2 separate regions of the Sus scrofa genome follow, and region 1 is linked to region 2. A link is a contact called in public Hi-C data. All regions are on one chromosome and are shown on one strand. The core of a region is the stretch at or near the end of the contact, and the rest is flanking DNA. Distances in the headings are between cores, read along the strand shown. Region 1 holds the start of CHRDL2 (chordin-like protein 2). Region 2 holds the start of KCNE3 (potassium voltage-gated channel subfamily E regulatory subunit 3).

Region 1 (3,984 bases), core at 440-2,939, 230 kb before region 2:
CCCTTCCTGAGAGAGAATGGATAGGATGAAGGGGGTGCCAGTCTTTTGGTTTTTTTTTTTTTTTGCTACACCCATGGCATATGGAAGTTCCTGGGCCAGGGACTGAATCTGAACTGCAGCTGCAAGCTTCGCCTCAGCAGTGACCATGCCAGATCCTTAACCTGCTGTGCCACAGCAGGAACTCCAAGGATGCCAATCTTAATCGCCCTCTTATACCTAAGACATGAATCTATGTGTATAACAGACTTTAGACAAAGATGGAGAAAGGAAAAAACCTCTGCTCCAGAGCCTTCAGATGAGGTAATTTCTGCAATTAAAAAACTCTAATTTAACTCTGAGTTCCCTGAAAGCCTAGGCAAAAAGGGAAGCAAGATGACCTATGGAGCTCTCATTACCCATTAAAATAAAGGATACTCAAGGGAGAGGAAGTGGCCGGCCAGGTTGGAGTGGGAGAAATTAGGCCTGAAGGCACCTGGGGGCAGATCAGGTTTATCTCTGACTCTGAGAGCCCCGGTTAAGCTCTGCTTCTGGGATCCCTGGTTCCTCCCAGGCCTCTCTGTTCTGGAAGGGGATGCCCTGGCAGCACAGTGGGTGGGAGCCCAGCCTGAGCCCAGGAAGTTCTCTTTATAGACAGCCAGTCAGAAGCATTGCGGCCTGGCACTGCGATTCCTCCCGGAGTGGAATGTGATTCCACATCTCACCTCACCTCTTCCCACTCATCTCCCCTCCAACAGTCCCTGGAGTTTCCAGCAGCTCTGCAAGAGAAGCCGGGCAGGACGTCGAGGTCCAAAGTGGGGATGGATAAACTTGCCCAAGATACCCAAGCAAGCTGGAGAGTGAGCCAGTGAGAGCTCTGGGCTTTTGAGTTCAGAATCTGAGGGTTTCTTGTCTAGACAGAGCTCTTGCTCTTGTCTTAGGTCCTATGAAGTCATGCTCTCATTCAGCACAAGGTAGGGCGCACCAACCCTGGGCTGGGGTGGGAAGCTCCAGGGCTCTGCCCTCTGGGAGCTCACCTTCTGGTAAGAAAGACTACACTTTGGCAAAAAGCAGTTACCTAACAGACTAAGTATGACCAACACTGTCAGAGAGGTAAGGGCCTGACCGCAGAGGCAAAGGAAAGGCTGCGTCCTGCTTTGAGAGTGAGGGGGGGGGAAGCAGAGGAAGGCCCCCCCCGGGGGGGGGGACCAAGGATCCAGCTGGGCTGGATTTCAGCTTGGGCATGGCGCCTGTGGGTTTGGGGGGTAACTGGGAAGAGCATTCCAGGCGCCTGGAATTACCACCCCCCTTCTTTTCGAGATCTGAGTGCTTTGATGTTCATTATCTCATTTCATGTTCCCAAGTTCTGGGAAGACATTTAAAATAGTAAAACACACTAAGACCCTCATTTTAGTATTGGGATCTGGGAAACAGACTCTGAGGTGGCGTGGCCAAGACCACAAACAGAATTAAGACGAGCAAGTGTCCCGATTCCATCCAGAGGCGGGGTTTGGGGCACACACCCGCGGAGCTCTCAGCGACATCTCATCCTTCTCCCCGCCCCCCGCCCCGACCCCCCCGCCCGCACCCCCGAAAGTTCCATCAGACGCTTAACTGGGCTCCATCCTCCTGCCTTCTGGGCGCCGCGGGGAGTCAGGGGTTAAAATCCGTGGCCCGGGTGGCTCCTTCCCCCTCCCCAGCCCCCTCGCCTCCTCTCGGCGCCGCGCCTGGAGCGTCGGTCCCAGAGACCGGCACGAGAGAGGAGGGGGAGAGTGGGCCTGTTTCTCGGGTGGCCAATCCACCGAGCCCGCGGTGCCCCAGAGGAGGCGCCAGCGCCAGGCCAGCGCCAGGCTGGGGCTGCCTGCTTCCCGCGGCAAAGTACAAATGCGCCCGAGCGCGGCGCCTGGCGCCCTTGGCGAGCACAGCCGGCCCGCGCGCAGCCTCCCCCGCGGCCGCCGCGCCGTCGCCGCCGCGGGTACCGCCGCCTCGCCGGGCCCCAGGACCCCAGGGCCCGAGCCCGAGCCCAGCGAGCAGGGGGCGCCGGCCGCTTCTAGCCCGCGCGCCCCGAGCAGCCCGCCGGCCCCGCGCGCCTCGCCCCACGCGGCGCGCTCCGCAGAGCCCGGTCCTCTCGCGTCTTTCTGCTCCTCCCCGCCCTCTCACCTTCTGCGTTGCTCTCCTCGCTCTTGCCTCTCGGCCACCTTCCTCCATCTCTCCATCTCTCCCGCTCCGTTCCCGTCCCACCTTCCTCTTAGTCCCACCGCGGACCTCCCTCGCCACCTTCTTCTGGACGCTGCTTCCACTGCAGCGGTTGCCCCTGCCGGGTCCGTGCCTTGCGCTGTGCCCCCGTGCCTCAGTGTCCCCCTCATCGCACTTTCTCCCGGCTCAGCGCCTGGAGGCCTGGCCCCGGGAAGAGGGAGGATGGTTCCCGAGGTGAGGCTCCTCTCCTCCTTGCTGGGACTCGCGCTGCTCTGGTTCCCCTTGGACTCCCACGCACGAGCCCGTAAGTCGTGGGATGGGTGTGCCGGGCGGGCGGGAGAGGATGCGAGCCCCCGGGGCTGTGCGGGAAAGTGCCGGGACTTGGGATCCCAGGCTGTTCTGACAGCCGTCCGGGGAGCACCTGCCCGGAGGGTGGAGACTCCTCTGCGGACCAGCATGAGCTGATGAGTCTGGGAGACTGGGGGGAACTGGGCAAGACTCAGAGCCAAGGGGCTGCTGCCGGGGGGCCTGAGGATGAGGGGGCTGAGAACAGTGGGAGAGAGGGCAGGGAGCTGTGCTTTGAGGGCGGCGGCAGGAGCCGGGGCGGGGGGACGCTTATTTCTAGTAGAGAGTCTGGTATGTTTGGTTGCAAAGGTGTGACGAAGATGAAGAGGCTACTGCATTTAACAGAGCGGTGCAAAGAAAGAGGCAACTAGGATAACCTTTCTATTCTTTTCTCTTATGATGCTCAAGACACTCCCATGAGGTGGGTATTATCATGTGCATTTTACAGAGGAGAAAACTTAGACTGAGAGAAGAAACTTGCTCAAGTTTAGTTTACCAAGCCAATGAGACATCCACAGCCAGAACGCGGCAATTCCAGATCCTATGGTTCCCCCCCCCCCTGCCCCACAGCATCTGGAAGGAACCCCGGTTTGGAGCTGTGAGACTCTGGGAGGCAGCAGGGCACAGCCAGCTAGACCAGGGTCTTCAGTATCCCAGATCTATTGCATACCAGCTGAGAGGAGGTAGGCGTGGTGGGCACATCTCTGAGCCTCAGTTTCCCAGTCTATAAAATGGGAGTGAAAAATCCCGGGACTGTGGTGAGGATTGAATTTGAGAAAATGTGGAAAGCAACCAGCACCCACAACTAGCTGGTCCATGATAGATTCTTGAAAAACACCTTCCCTAATTCATGCTTTTCCACTTGGATACAGTATCATCTCAAATCATTTATAAAATCCCTCGGACCTCAGTTTCCTCACTGTTTCCACAACAGGCTGGTGGACCTCCTCGCCATCCTCTGCCGAGTTCTTGGAATGCTCTGAGGATGGAAAACAAAGCCAGAGAGTCTCCTTAAAAGAAGGAAGGGGCTTAGGTCAAACCCTGACATACCTGATAAAGAAACTGAAGCCCGGGAGGGGCGGTGATCCGCTCCGGGTTACACGGGGTGCAGCCTGGGATCAAGACCCCAGCTACCCAGCCTAGAGCTCTTTCTTCTGCACAGCTTAGCTTCCCCGTCTCTGCCTTCATTTGCACATGACTTTCTGGAGCCGGCAGTGCTGGATTTTGTTTTATGCTTGTCTCCGCTCATGAGGGCAGGCTGCGTGCCCGGTCATCTCTGGGCAGCCGGCAGCCTGAGACTCACAGAAGTCCTTAGTCACAAGCCCTGAAAAGAGCCCAGTGTTGGTTCAAGCTTGGCTCTGCCCATGAGCAGCTGTGTGATTTTTCATAAGTGACAACTTCTCTGAGCCTCAGTTTCTGCATCTGTCTAAGACACATGCTCACTCGGAGCCCGAAGGTTTCTTGGGA
Region 2 (4,328 bases), core at 155-2,654:
TCAAGATAGAAATAACAGCAGGCACAAGGCCAATAACTGAAATCCGACTTCTGTGGATGTGTTAACTAATGGTAATGGGGGGGGGGGGCAGAGAGGGGCTGAGCCCTTTTGGGCAAAAGACCAAGAGGTCACATCCTTGGGGTCAGGGAGACCCCAACTATTCTCACACAGAAAGACCCCCTGGGTCAAAAAGGGAGAGGGTGCCTGGCCGTAGTAAGTCCTGATACCATCCCATAACCCTTTGCTCTGGAATCCATCTCGGCCAAAAGATGTGCACACAGGTCAAGGAGGGCCCTGGGTCTGGTCAAGTGTGAGAAATAAAACAAGATAATTGGCCAAAGGAAAACAAAGGCCCAGAAGAACTGTCCTATATATGTGATTTAAGTCACCTCTCTGGCAGGCTTCGCAATGAGGAGCCCGCCCACACCAACACTCCTCCTTTGGGTGTGTATTACTGTCTTGCTTCTGTCTTAAATAAAATACTTCTCTGTGTGCTCTCCCACATGTTGTATTGTGCCTAAAATAAACTTTGTACCTGCTTTTATAGTCTGCCTCCTTGAAACATTCTTGCTTTCAAAGGGAAGCAAGAATCAGGGGAGTTCTGCTTCTAGCCTCTAGTCTAGGGGCTAGAATTCCTGCTTTTCATGCAGGCTGCCCAGCTTCAATTCTCCAGCAGAGAACGAAGATCGCTTCAAGCCATCACTCACTGCTGTCTCTCTGAAATCAGAGGGAGGAGACCCTGGCTGAGATTAAGGAGAGAGAGTGGACTAGTGGATTCTGAGTCTGAGCTCTGCCAGGGACGCCCACGGTGAGCCGGGACAAGTCCCCTTATCCATACCGAGCCCCTTCCCCAACGGCATCCTGTCTGGAAAAGAAGGTTTGTGTTAGAATCAGGTCATTTCTCCAACGCCGCCGGATCACCTGGCTTTACTGCTTTGGATTCTAAGGGCTCATCTGACCTTAACCATCACGCTGCGAGGACTGCGGGCTGGAACTGTACCGTTTTATAGGGAGGAAGCCAAGGCCCGGTGAGGAGCAATGACTTGCCCATCACCGCACAACCACTTAGGAGCAAAGCCTGCGTCCACCAGCGCCCTCGCCCTCGGAGCTCTGCCTCGGACTGGGCAGGCTGAAGCGAAGCAAGCATTTGGTCTCAGATCCAGGAAGCAGGCGCTGCAGGGGACGGAAGGGTCGGAGCTCACCCCGAGCGAGGCCAGCAGCTGGGAGGAGGAGGAGGAGGTGCTGGAGGCCAGCTCTGGGAGGAGACGTGGGTGGGTTAGGGGCCGGGCGGGCCGGGGGAGGGGACGCCCTGGGGATGAGAAAAGGCAGCGAGCGGGGGCCGGAGCGCAGAGCAGAGGCTGCTGACCAGGCTCGGAGGGGCCGGCGGAGCGCTCTGGGGCTCCATGCGCGGCACCCGCGAGCCCAGGAGGCGCTGTCCCGCGAGCAGAGGGCGCCCCTCGGAGCCTTGCCGCGAGGCAGGTAAGGCGCACCGGCCGGGTGGGGAAGGCCGAGCCGGCTGAGCCAGCGCCCGGGGAAGAAACGAGGGATCTTCCTGCCCCCCGCGAGGCCGCCGACGTGGAGGGTGGCTCCGTGACGGGGCCAAGCCACAGGGATCCCAGGCCTGGAAACCGTGGGGGCTGGTACCGGCACGCACAGGTTCCCGGACGGCGGCACCAAAGCTCGTTCCACAAGCGGGCACCTGCGGCTCCGCCGAGGGCGCGCGCGCGGAAATGCCCCTCCGGGTGCCGGCCAGTCCTCACTCGGCGGGAGCCGCTTGCTCCTGAGTTGACTTGCCCGTTCGCTACTCCGCGGTGCCCCTCGCCCTAGGCTCCCCGGTCCCGGGAAATCCGGGGGGCTCCCAAAGGCATCTTCTAATGCTAGTAACAGATCTAGCCCGGGGAGTAGGAGACTTGGGGTTTAGTTTACACGTTGTGTAAACCTGTGCCAACCACCCACCCGCTCTTTGCTTTGTTCGTTCTTTTGCTGGGTCGCCACCTGTAAAAGGAGCCTCCCGGTCCTGCTGTACTCCACAGGGCATGTGGGGGAAGGAGGACTGGACCCAAGAGTCTCTGGTCTAAAAAGTGCAGGAGTTCAGAACCTTGTGTGAGGGCCCATGGGGAGTATCTCCTCCTATTCTCGGCAATTTGCACACGGGGAAGCTGAGGCTCCCGGGAGGGTGGGGATGGCTTTGCTTGCCCAGGGTCACTCTAGGGACCAGATGAAAGTAGAATCCAGTTCTTACTAGCCCTGGGCTGTCTCCACTTCAGCTACAAAAGCACCTTGTAAAAGAGCCTGGTATCTCCTGGCATCCAGCCAGCTGTTGGCTCCAATTGGAAGAGGTCCATGCTGAAGGCAAGGAAACTGCTCTTAGGGTTTTTTTCTTTTCTTTTTTGCCTGAGCCTGCAGCAGTTTTGGGGTCAGGGATTGACCCACACCACAGCAGCGACCCAAGCCACAGTGGTGACAATGCCGGCTCTTTAGCCAGCTGGGCCACCTGGGAATTCCACTTTCAGATGTCCTTGACTCCTTGAGATGATAACCAACAACTTTCTTCATCGCTCACTCACTCCACACTTCGCAAAACACATGTCTATCTATAAACTGAATGGGTGGCTGTCAAAATACTTACTAAGGGGGAGGCCAGACCCCATCTTATGGGCGGGAAAATGAGGCCCAGAGTGGAGAAATTTCTTAACCAAGATATGTGGCTAGGTGTGTCCTCGAAATAGGGCAGATCTCTTAACTCCAACTCTGATGTGCTCTCCATCACCAGCAGGACTATAGAATGGTACCCTAAATGGCAAGAGACTACAGGGCTGATCAGAGAGGATGAGAAACAAGGAAGGCTTCTGAAGGAGGTAAGTGTCGTCTGAGAATCAAGAAGAGTAATAAAGGACCTCCTAGCTACTTCGGAGGATAGGAGAAGCAAGGGTGCGAAGAGGGGACATAGGGATAGCTGTTTGAGTCATGTTGGGGACAAGGTGGAAATAGGGAAACAGAAAAAAAAACAAGGCGACCGGGCTGCCCAATAATTCTCTCTTACGTTTATGTAATACTTAGCAGCTTCTAAAACACCTTTTCCCCATTGTCTTCCCGCGTTCCCATGTGGGACAAGCAGGGCAGGGAAATTATCCCCATCTCATAGATGAGTTTCAGAGGAAATAAGTGCAGGGCTCAAGGTCACATAGCCAAGCACACAGCCAAGACTGCAACCATGAAAGGCACGCCCGAAAGGCAAGATCAGAGGCTGGGGGCCCGGGAGTTGGGCTGTGTGTAAGCGGGTAGGTGTGTGTGGCCGCACCCTGGCTAGGTACACAGGTAAGAGAGTTGCAAAGCTGCTGTTGCTGTTTTGGGGCCAAGAATGTTTGCCCTTTGGATGAAATTGGGTACAGGTGCAGAGAACATCTGGGCTTCCAAAGGTGACTTAGAATTCCTCCTCCCCTGACTTACTTCCCTACCTGACAGAGACGCTGTCTTTTGTCTGAGCCTCCCCTTCCCCAAACCAAACGGAATTTGTTTTGGCCTGCCCCAAAGTTGCTTTTTAAGTACAGTAAGCTGTTTTCCTGAATGCGTATGTGTATGCAGGAGGGAGAGTCTAATAAGAGGAGTCACTGATCTATCTATTCTTGACTGCCTGCTATAAAGAACTGTATGAGGCACAGGTCCCTGCCCTCACACCTCCCAGCACAAAGTATGGCAGAGAGAGAGAGAGAGAGAGAAGGAGGGAGGAAGAGAGAGAGAGAGAGAGGGAGAGAGACACACACACTCAGTTTCAGTACTGCATGTACTCTAAGAGGGTTTTATGCAAAGCACTTTAGGAACAGACAAGAGGGAAAGACCAGCTGGGAAGGGAGTGTCTCAGAAGAGGGTGTCTCAGGTGATATTGGACCTGGATCTTGAAGGATGAGGAGGAATTCACCAGGCAGGTAACATGAGGAAGGGCATTCCTGCCCGAGCAAAGGCAGGAGGTGTGCCCATGCAAGCACTGTTTGGATAATGGCCTGTAGCTCAGAGTCACGGGCCACAGGCACTGGGCAGAGCTGTGGAGAGGATGGGGCTAGAGAGAGGGTCACATGCAAAGGAGCTTGGATGATAATCCGAAGAAGTCAGACTGTCCAGTAGGTAACAGGGAACTTTCTTAGGGGTGGGGGTGGAACATCTGTTCTCCCAGTGGTTGAATGAGGAGGTTACAGCAATGCCAGGATGATAAGATCACTTCTGGAGTTTCCGTCATGGCTCAGCAGTAACCAACCAGACTAGGATCCATGAGGTTGCGGGTTCGATTCCTGGTCTTGCCCAGTGGGTTAAGGATCCGGAGTTGCCGTGAG

The links. Hi-C and Micro-C count contacts between places; a contact is called where the count stands out from the background.
Region 1: a contact with region 2 is called in a Hi-C map of embryonic fibroblasts, with 2.2 times the contacts expected there. The contact joins the promoter of CHRDL2 here to the promoter of KCNE3 in region 2. A contact is called at or near these places in 1 of 5 promoter capture datasets (fetal skeletal muscle) and 6 of 47 Hi-C or Micro-C datasets (embryonic fibroblasts, epiblast stem cells, fetal skeletal muscle and 3 more).

The regions. Positions count from the first base shown.
Region 1 is chr9:9,051,232-9,055,215 of Sscrofa11.1, reverse strand. CHRDL2 (chordin-like protein 2) reads left to right here and starts at 1,689. Exons shown (of 12, transcript XM_003482562.4): 1 at 1,689-2,476. The coding sequence starts at 1,861.
Region 2 is chr9:8,818,684-8,823,011 of Sscrofa11.1, reverse strand. KCNE3 (potassium voltage-gated channel subfamily E regulatory subunit 3) reads left to right here and starts at 1,404. Exons shown (of 4, transcript NM_214093.2): 1 at 1,404-1,479; 2 at 2,774-2,858. LOC106504800 (a long non-coding RNA gene) reads right to left here. Exons shown (of 3, transcript XR_002335531.1): 3 at 2,865-4,328.